Linked DNA regions of Gossypium hirsutum: region 1 is linked to region 2. The links are chromatin contacts, called in public Hi-C maps. All regions are on one chromosome and are shown on one strand. Each heading gives the region's core, a stretch centred on a gene start, on an enhancer-like site or on the middle of the called end of the contact. The rest is flanking DNA. Distances are from core to core; before and after follow the strand shown.

The links. Hi-C and Micro-C count contacts between places; a contact is called where the count stands out from the background.
Region 1: a contact with region 2 is called in a Hi-C map of leaf, with 1.5 times the contacts expected there. The contact joins the promoter of LOC107950735 here to the promoter of LOC107953709 in region 2. A contact is called at or near these places in 2 of 34 Hi-C or Micro-C datasets (both in leaf).

The regions. Positions count from the first base shown.
Region 1 is chrA08:8,518,191-8,522,672 of Gossypium_hirsutum_v2.1, forward strand. LOC107950735 (protein transport protein SEC31 homolog B) reads left to right here and starts at 1,444. Exons shown (of 21, transcript XM_016885669.2): 1 at 1,444-2,144; 2 at 3,196-3,250; 3 at 3,396-3,518; 4 at 3,818-3,914; 5 at 4,000-4,036; 6 at 4,151-4,256; 7 at 4,338-4,395. The coding sequence starts at 1,828.
Region 2 is chrA08:8,230,916-8,235,431 of Gossypium_hirsutum_v2.1, forward strand. LOC107953709 reads left to right here and starts at 2,858. Exons shown (of 3, transcript XM_016889099.1): 1 at 2,858-2,983; 2 at 3,056-3,144; 3 at 3,226-3,501. The coding sequence starts at 2,960. The coding sequence ends at 3,373. It overlaps LOC107950686 (pentatricopeptide repeat-containing protein At3g53170), which reads left to right. Exons shown (of 3, transcript XM_016885593.2): 2 at 1-905; 3 at 1,271-2,661. The coding sequence ends at 1,314.

The sequences.
Region 1 (4,482 bases), core at 194-2,693, 290 kb after region 2:
ATTTTTATTATCGTTAAAATATACAATTTAATTTTTATTTTTAAGCAAAATTTCTCCCACTAACAGTATACGCTTAAGGAAGAAAAAGAGTCTACAAAAATACATCCAAAAACCAGACAGAACCCTTTCTTTTCGGATTTCATTTCACTAAACCTAGGGTCTTTTTAGTCTTTTTGCGTTGATAAAGTCAAAGGTAAAGATTGTAGATTCCCTTGCCGTGTTCTGATTTGATGTGCTGGAAAACCAATGTCTTTCTTCACTGCAAGTATCACTCGTGTTATCCTTAATAATTAGTCTTAAATGCATCATACATCTCTGAGTCATACTCAAATTTTAAATTTAATCTCTAAATTTTGAAACTTTTAAATATCAATATAACATTAATCAATATATTTCATTGTATTAATAATTAGTTTTACCATTAAGGATGCGTGTGGTTCACCGAATGTAACATTATGTCTTATAATTTTACATTTTGAAATAAGATTATATTATTTCAATTTTCAACATTTTGATCATCTAGTAATATAAAGTGTAATATTAATGCCACCCATTCCTTAAGTTATCTTAGATTATAGGCGATATTTTTTAATTTGGATCAATTTATCATTTAGTTTTATTATTTTAACCAACTTCATCCTTTTTAAAAAAATTTTAAATCCAATTAAAAACAAGTATATTTATTTTTCTTAATAGCGAAACAATAGATGTCATACTTAAAAGTTATAATTATTATATTCACTCTAAAGTTTTTTTAGTATATTAACTATAATTTATGAAATTATTTCAACATCATATATTTACTTATTAATATATAAATTATAATAAAAAATCAAATTTTATCATAATTTTATGAAATTCTGAGATTAAAAAACATTAAAAGAATTAAACTTGCTAAAATAAACAAATTTTATAACAAGAATAATTTAATAAAACATGTTTCTACATAATCTTATATTTTAACCAAATGATTTAAATAGGACAATGTAAGTAACATACCCGACATTCATCTTACATTCCTTGAACCAAATATCATTGTCAGCTCAAATTTGGCAAGAAGGATATTTAAAATATGTGGATCATATTATATATACATATTTATCTTAGTTTGATTGTCATCGACATTGTTCTCAATGTAGGAAGACATAAGTTCAAATGCGTTGAAGCGCATTATCCTCTTATTTATATATTTTAAATATGTTTCATGTTACATTCAAATTGATGTTTAACATTTAAATTGATGGCTAGAATTGAAAAACAAGCTGATGGATACAATTTTGATATTTTGAAATTTCAATTTGAATGAAGTTTAGGACTATTTTAAAATGTGGAAGAAAGTTTATAGGCGTTTGGTGGAATTAATCCTATAATCATCTGCACTTTCACAGTTCCATCCTTTGTCCGAGTTATAGACATTCGTTACTCGAACAAAACATAAAAACGACCACAGCAGCGGCCGCACAAAACCAAAATAAAAAGAAACCATTCATAAAATTACCACTTTACCACTCTCCTCCATCAATCAGTCGAAAGAGAAAACAGAATTCAGAAAATCGCCCCCCCCCTCAAAAAAAAAAAAAAAAAAGGAAACCTCGCTACACAGTGTTTTTTTCCCTCTTTCTGAATTCCCGAAATTAGATCAAAACCCTAATCCTTCAAATTCTCACCATATTAATCCAAATCATATCTCTCTTTGAGCTTCTTCCGTATCAATTCACATATGTGCCGATAATTGCTATCGGTCTTTGTTTATTTCTCGCGGCATCGATATATTATTTGATAGGTATTTTGGGAGGATAACGTAGTGTAAAATTTGCCTTTAATCTAATGGCGTGTATAAAAGGGGTGAACAGATCGGCGCAAGTGGCAATGGCGCCGGACGCTCCCTACATGGCAGCGGGGACAATGGCTGGGGCGGTGGATATGTCCTTTAGCTCATCCGCGAATCTCGAGATATTCAAGTTTGATTTCCTGAGTGATGATCGCGAGCTTCCTTTGGTAGGCGAGTGCCCCAGCTCAGAGCGATTTAACCGCCTCGCTTGGGGCAAGAACGGATCTGGTTCCGATGAATTTTCACTCGGGCTCATTGCTGGTGGACTCGTTGATGGCAATATCGATCTTTGGAACCCCTCAAACCTGATACGGTACTTTTTTTCTTTTTTATCTTTCTATAAAATGTACATATCGGTCGATTTAATCTAGTTTACTTTAAATTTCGGTTAAATTAGACATGTAGTGAAAGAATTGGGCACTAGAATAAGTCAAGTGGCTATATTGCAGGTTTTAAGTGTATGATGTTTGTTTGGATGGGAAAATTGTGACTGCTTTCCATCTACTTGGGATTGTACTGATCTCTTATCAAATTTATATTCACGCGTTTATTTATATGGATTTCCAATAATCGTTTTTGTCTTGTGTTAATTTAGTATTTTTTGTTATTTATCTACAGCAAGTGGTTATTCAAGTTTTTGGGCTTCTTTACTTCGAGGCTAGCTTTTTCATGATCTGATATTGTAATAATGTGCCCATGATTCGCGAGTTCTAGATTACTTATTATAACTGGATTTGATGAGTGTTTGGTTGAAAGTGACTTCTGACTGAGTGCTTTCGAAACTTAATTCCCTCATAAACTGTTAATGGCTTGCTTTATTGTGCCATGTGGAATAAGTTGGATAAAATGTCTGGTAATTTGTTGTGCCTGATCTTGGCATTGTCTTTAGTAGGCTACATTCAAGTTTTACTTCACGTTTCATGAGCATTGAATGTTCTGTGTTAGTTTGACTGGATCATTTATAAAAGAATTTGGTTATTGAGCAGAAACTCTTCTTCTTGTTGGCATTGGGTTGCTGGTTAATCTGGATCTAGTTGTAATTTATTAGAGACGAAGAACTAGAAGGAAAAGAATATCATCTTTTTTGGAGAAAATTTATGATTAAAATGATTCTTATTTGAGACCCTGTGTTATAGAATATTTAATTCTTTTATCTATTCATTTATGATCTTTGTTTTTCTAGGTGATTGGGATTGATTACTTTCACATTTTCCTATGTTTTTTTTGCCAATTATTAGTATTTATTGCTCTGTATTTCCTTTAGCAATCTCATTTTGTTTTGGGATTTTTATTTTGACATTAGCACTGTCTTATTCGGTTTGAAACAACATGATAATTTGGTTTAAACATAACAATTTCTTCAGCTCTATGTCAAGTGAACAAGCTATTGTTGGACGTCTTTCTAGACACAAAGGACCTGTGAGTTTCCTTTATTCCTTTTTTTTTTTTGTGTGTGTCTATGCGTGTAATAAATCCTCTAGCTTTTTGACATATATGATATTTATCATCTAGCATTTGAAGATGTCATGGTATATTTCTTCTTTTCTTTTCCTCATACTTTTAGGTTCGTGGTCTCGAGTTCAATGCCATTGCTTCAAACTTACTAGCATCTGGGGCTGATGATGGTGAAATCTGCATCTGGGATTTGTCAGCACCTGCACAACCGTCTCATTTTCCGCCTCTTAAGGTCTGTGGCAATCATTAGTAGCTTGTTGAATTGTAAACTTCCTTCATCTATCTGCTCACTGTGGAAAAGTATTGCATGGCCATTGTCTTTTGATTCTGAGCCATTTATAGAATCAAGATTAACACATTTCACCCCCTTGCTGTTCCACTAATTGCCATATCTTCCACTGCAGCAAACATTGCTTGTTTCTTTTCTCGTTTCAAATCCCCCCCCCTCCCCTTTTTTCAAACTTAAAACAAAAAAGACAACCTGTGGACTATGGAGGTATCTGACATAGTTTTTTTGTGGCCTTCATGCAGGGTAGTGGTTCTGCTGCTCAAGGTGAAATCTCATATCTGTCCTGGAACAGTAAGGTCCAACATATACTGGCCTCAACTTCTCATAATGGGACAACTGGTGAGGAAATTAATGGATTCTGGACTTACTGTCTTGTCATTTAAGTTTAGCAGGGTAGCTGATGTCTTTGTTTATAATTTTCCAGTTGTTTGGGACTTGAAGAAGCAAAAACCAGTGATAAGGTAAAGTTCATCTTTTCTATCAATTGAAAAACTTCTGGTTGTTTCCACATGTTATTTCCATCATGACCCAGCACATCGTTTGACCTAATCTTTTTTTGGTTTTCTAATGGACAGTTTTGCAGATTCAGTTAGAAGGCGGTGTTCTGTTTTGCAGTGGCATCCTGATGTTGCCACCCAACTTGTTGTTGCCTCAGATGAAGATGGTTCACCCATGTTAAGGGTAATAATCCCGTTGATGTTGCTTAAAATGTGGATTACCATTTGTTAGGAAATTGTTAATTTCTGGTATTTTTGCAAGCAGCTTTGGGATATGCGGAACATAATGTCACCGGTGAAGGAGTTTGTAGGGCACACAAAAGGTAATAATGGTTGAGAAGTTGATGCAACTCGGTTCTTTTTCTTTTTTTTTTTTAACTTGCTGATATTTTACCTTTACTTTGGGGGTG
Region 2 (4,516 bases), core at 1,608-4,107:
ATCAGTCTTTGACTGCAAACCTGATGTATATACTTACTCCATTCTAATCGACTCTTGTGTGAAACATCGCCGCTTTGATCTCATCAGTAGAATTCTTGCAGAGATGTCTTATCTAGGAATTGGGTTTAGCACTGTTACATACAATACTATTATTGATGGATATGGTAAGGCTGAATTGTTTGAGGATATGGAGAACTTATTGACAGATATGATTGAAAGTGGTGATTCCCTGCCTGATATTTTCACCTTCAATTCTATTATTGGGGCTTATGGAAACAGTGGGCAGATTGAGAAGATGGAAAAGTGGTATGAAGAATTTCAGCTAATGGGGATAAGACCTGACATTAACACTTTCAACATCCTTATTAAATCTTTTGGGAAAACAGGCATGTATGAGAAGATGGGTTCGGTCATGAAGTTCATGAGTAAAAGATTTTTCTCCCCCACCATTGTTACTTATAATATTGTTATTGAAGTATTAGGAAAGGCCGGAAAGATTGAGAAGATGGAGGAATATTTCAAGGAAATGAAGCATAAAGGAATGAAGCCAAATGCTATTACGTATTGTTCTCTTGTTAGTGCTTACTCTAAGGCTGGGTTAATTAAGAAGGTTGGTTCAATTTTGAGGCAGGTGGAGAATTCTGATGTGATACTCGATACCCCTTTTTTTAACAGTATCATCAGTGCCTATGGTCAGGTTGATGACATTAGTATCATCAGTGCCTATGGTCAGGTTGATGACATTAAAAGGATGGCTGAATTGTTTATGTTGATGAAAGAGAAAAAATGCATGCCGGATAACATCACTTTTGCAACTATGATTCAAGCCTACAACACTCAAGGCATGATTGAAGCTGCTCAAGATTTACAAAACAAGTTGATCAACAACACAAGCAAATGTTTAGGTATGTTTGAGCATTGGCTCAAATGCTCTGTCCTATCTGTGTAATTCTATACTTTTCTAACTTCAAATCAACTTCAGATATTTTCTGTTCTGTTTAATACTTGTCAAGAATTGAACTTAAAGGTCATTTAACTACAAGCTCTTTTCGTAGTCTCTATTGTCTGTATCCAATAGAAAGAACAGCACTAAGCAAATGGTGACAATTAATATTTGACTCCTGATTTGTGGTTTCTGTTTTTTTGTGATTTAGTAAACAGATTATTAATTGGATCAAGTTGCTCAAATCAAAGCGTTCAATGAGACAAATGTTGTATTTTGCAAGACCACGTTTCTTACATGATTGCTGTTTTCTTGAAATTTTGGCAGTTATGGTGAAGGAGATGAGAAGAATGAGGTCATGTGATCTGTGAATTAGGATGCAATGTTGAAGGTGATGGAGATGGTAGAGATGAGATTTTAAGTGGAGTATGATTGAAGAAACTGCCTTCAATGATGGTACTCAAATGGAATGCCGATTCAAGTAAAACAATTCCTTTATTTGATTGAGATGTGTCCATTAGATGGATTAACTAAAGAACTATGATTATGAAATGGGCATGTACCAATCAGATAAACATACTTGGAAAAGTAATGTGTAGGACAATAATCATTGAAGAATGTTGATTTGCAACTTGCAGTTTCTGTAGAAGGTGCGGGGAGCAATGAGAGGAAGATGGTTGTCGAACTGATGACTACTGAGGAAGGAGGCTGGTACTACTTTCTAACCATGCCCTTCCTTCCGTTACTTTTGTATATCATTGCATTGCATTTGTATTTTTAAGGCCTTAGGGGGGAAAAGTTCCTAATTAGTGGAATGTAAATCTGTTTGTCATAGTGTAATGCGAAAGAAAGCAAAACCATTTGTTATATATACTAGTATGTAAATATTTTGTGTTGGAACAGGATCAGGTATAGCCGTTAGGTTTGGGTACTTTGTGTTGAATTGGGGCCATTCATGGTTGACAGTTGAGACCTTTCTCTCTCTCTAACTGAACCAACTAAGAAACTTCTAATGGAGCTATCAATCTGAGCAGACACCCTGATGAGCACAGGCAGAGCCCAATAATATGAAACTTTTTTAACTTTCTGAAGCCGAAGCAGCATTGGGGTGCAAACTTTAACCAATGTCCTCTCTTAACTCGAACTCATGCAATACAAGAGTAGGTATATACATTTACACATTGCAGGTGAAATCTGAGTTGGTAGGGTTTGGGACATCATTGCAAGGCATGTGTAGCTAAGATCACCCTTTTGTTTGAGGGATATGGAGTTGTTAATGAGTTCTTAGTACTGTCATGTTTACGGCCACGCTTCTAACAGAACTGTAAGCAACGCATGAAGAAGATATTAAGTAATGGCATGAATTTGATCTTTATAGTGAATCTGTCCAAATATAATTTGATTTGTTAATTTCATACTATAATAAATGTCATCAAAGATGTGAGAGATAAGCTTAGGTTGAATTTTCTTTTTTAATTGAATAGCAACTTAAGAAATTAACCGATTGTAATGATGGGTATATTTGGAACAGCCACACAGAAAAAGTCCATGTCCTTAAGAAATTTCTAATATCAAGAAAGAAAGGAAATGATCTTCTTAGTTCCTTGGGATTACTAAATTTAATTTTTTTTTAAAAAGTTCTAATTGGATTTGTTCTAAAAACGAACTGGGAACATTCTATAGAGTCATTAAATTCAAAGAAACCCAAATTAGTCAAGGCCAATAAGGCAATAAAAGATAATATATTCCAAAGTTATCAACTCAAGAAAAAACCATAGGCTTTAGCACATGGTTTTGGGTCTCATTTTAAGGGTTAAGTCAAAATATTAAATGTAGCCCACTGAAATACAGGTCAAGCCAACCAGCCATCGTAAACTTCCCTGGCCTGCCTTTTTCATATAAATACTCAAATTGCACTTTCAATCACCAAATTCTGCCTATACAAAACAAATCCACCCTACAGTTTTTCAAGGTTTATTTTCACCAACCACACGAAAAAAGAAAAAAGTGTTCATTATGGGGCGTTGGATGAAGCCAGAGGTATGGACAAAATGAATAATTTATATTTTATTATTTTATTTTCTTTGGTTAATTGGCTTTTTTTTTTCTTAGGTGTACCCTCTAGTAGGAGCCATGGCCTTTGTAACTAGCATGTGTATCTTTCAGCTTACAAGGAACGTTTTCTTAAATCCTGCTGCCAGGTACTTTTTTGTTTTTTAATCATAATTTTTCTTACGTAAACAAGTATATTTTTGGGTCTCAAAATTGTTAATTTTTTGCAGGATCAACAAATCTGATCGTAGCCAAGCAGTGCTAGAAAACTATAAGGAAGGAGAAAAATATGCAGAACATGGGCTTCGTAAATTCCTAAGAACACGTCCCCCTGAAGTCATGCCAGCCATTAACCATTTCTTCTCTGAAGATAAATGAGCAGTTCAAATGGATTATACCCTCTCTGGTTTACATGAATTTGTGTATGAATAACAAGATATCAATATGTATTTTGCATTTTTTTGGGGTTTTATTTGGATTGAATAAAGAACTAAGGTTTATATTTATATTTGTATATAACAAATTATTTACTACATATGACACATGTAGGTTGCTATAACTAGGCTGAAATTGCAAGATTCCAAAATATGAGCACAAAATAATTACAATCTTTACTTGGATAATTCGGACGCAACGTAACAATATAATATATGAAAAAGATAATTAAAGTGACGTTTATTAGAAAAATTATAAGAAGAGCGGGGCTGCTGTTGAGGGCATTGAGAGCAAAGCAGGCTGTTTTGGTGGCTCTGGATGCTATATTGATGTCATTCATAGTCTATAAACTTTAAAATCTTCAAATTAATAATATTTCAATCATTCTACTCACATATATGATGGAAAAAAATTTAATTAATCTAAACAAAATTTCACAGATTAAAGTAAAAAACCAGATGCTGATAGATTAAAAAACTCCTATGACAATAGGTATGTTGTATGTTAGAGATATCCAAACGTTTGTAGTAAATAAAAAAATAACAAGTATTTATATTTTTAAGTAGATGTCGATAATGCTATGTATAACTCTCATTGATAAGGTTAGAGTATGGTGATTTTAGGAGATAAAAGCAAAACAAAGCATATATTTAGGGTTACCGAATTATATAAAGCAGTTTTTATTAATTTTCCCAATAACAATGGTTGGACACTTTAAAGACCAACGTTCAGACTTTGTTGTTATCATTTCCTCTCCTAATTTTATAATAATTTCATGAAAAACAATCAAACAAATTATTTATAGCCGAACAAAAACAACATTTTTGAAATTCAACTATCAAAATTGAATTACATTCCAAAACTCATATTACAAAATATCATATATATATACCTAATTTGAGAAATCAGGGGACAAAAAATCTAAGCAAGAATGACAAATGTGATAAATTATTTGGGATACAGAAAATATGTTAAGCTCAAAATTATGAACGGTTTCATTCATATAAATCTTGGATCTTAATTCATTTTAGATGATTTCAGTAAATTCCTGAAGTTACCTTTGTGTTGCTAATCAAACAGCCTAAA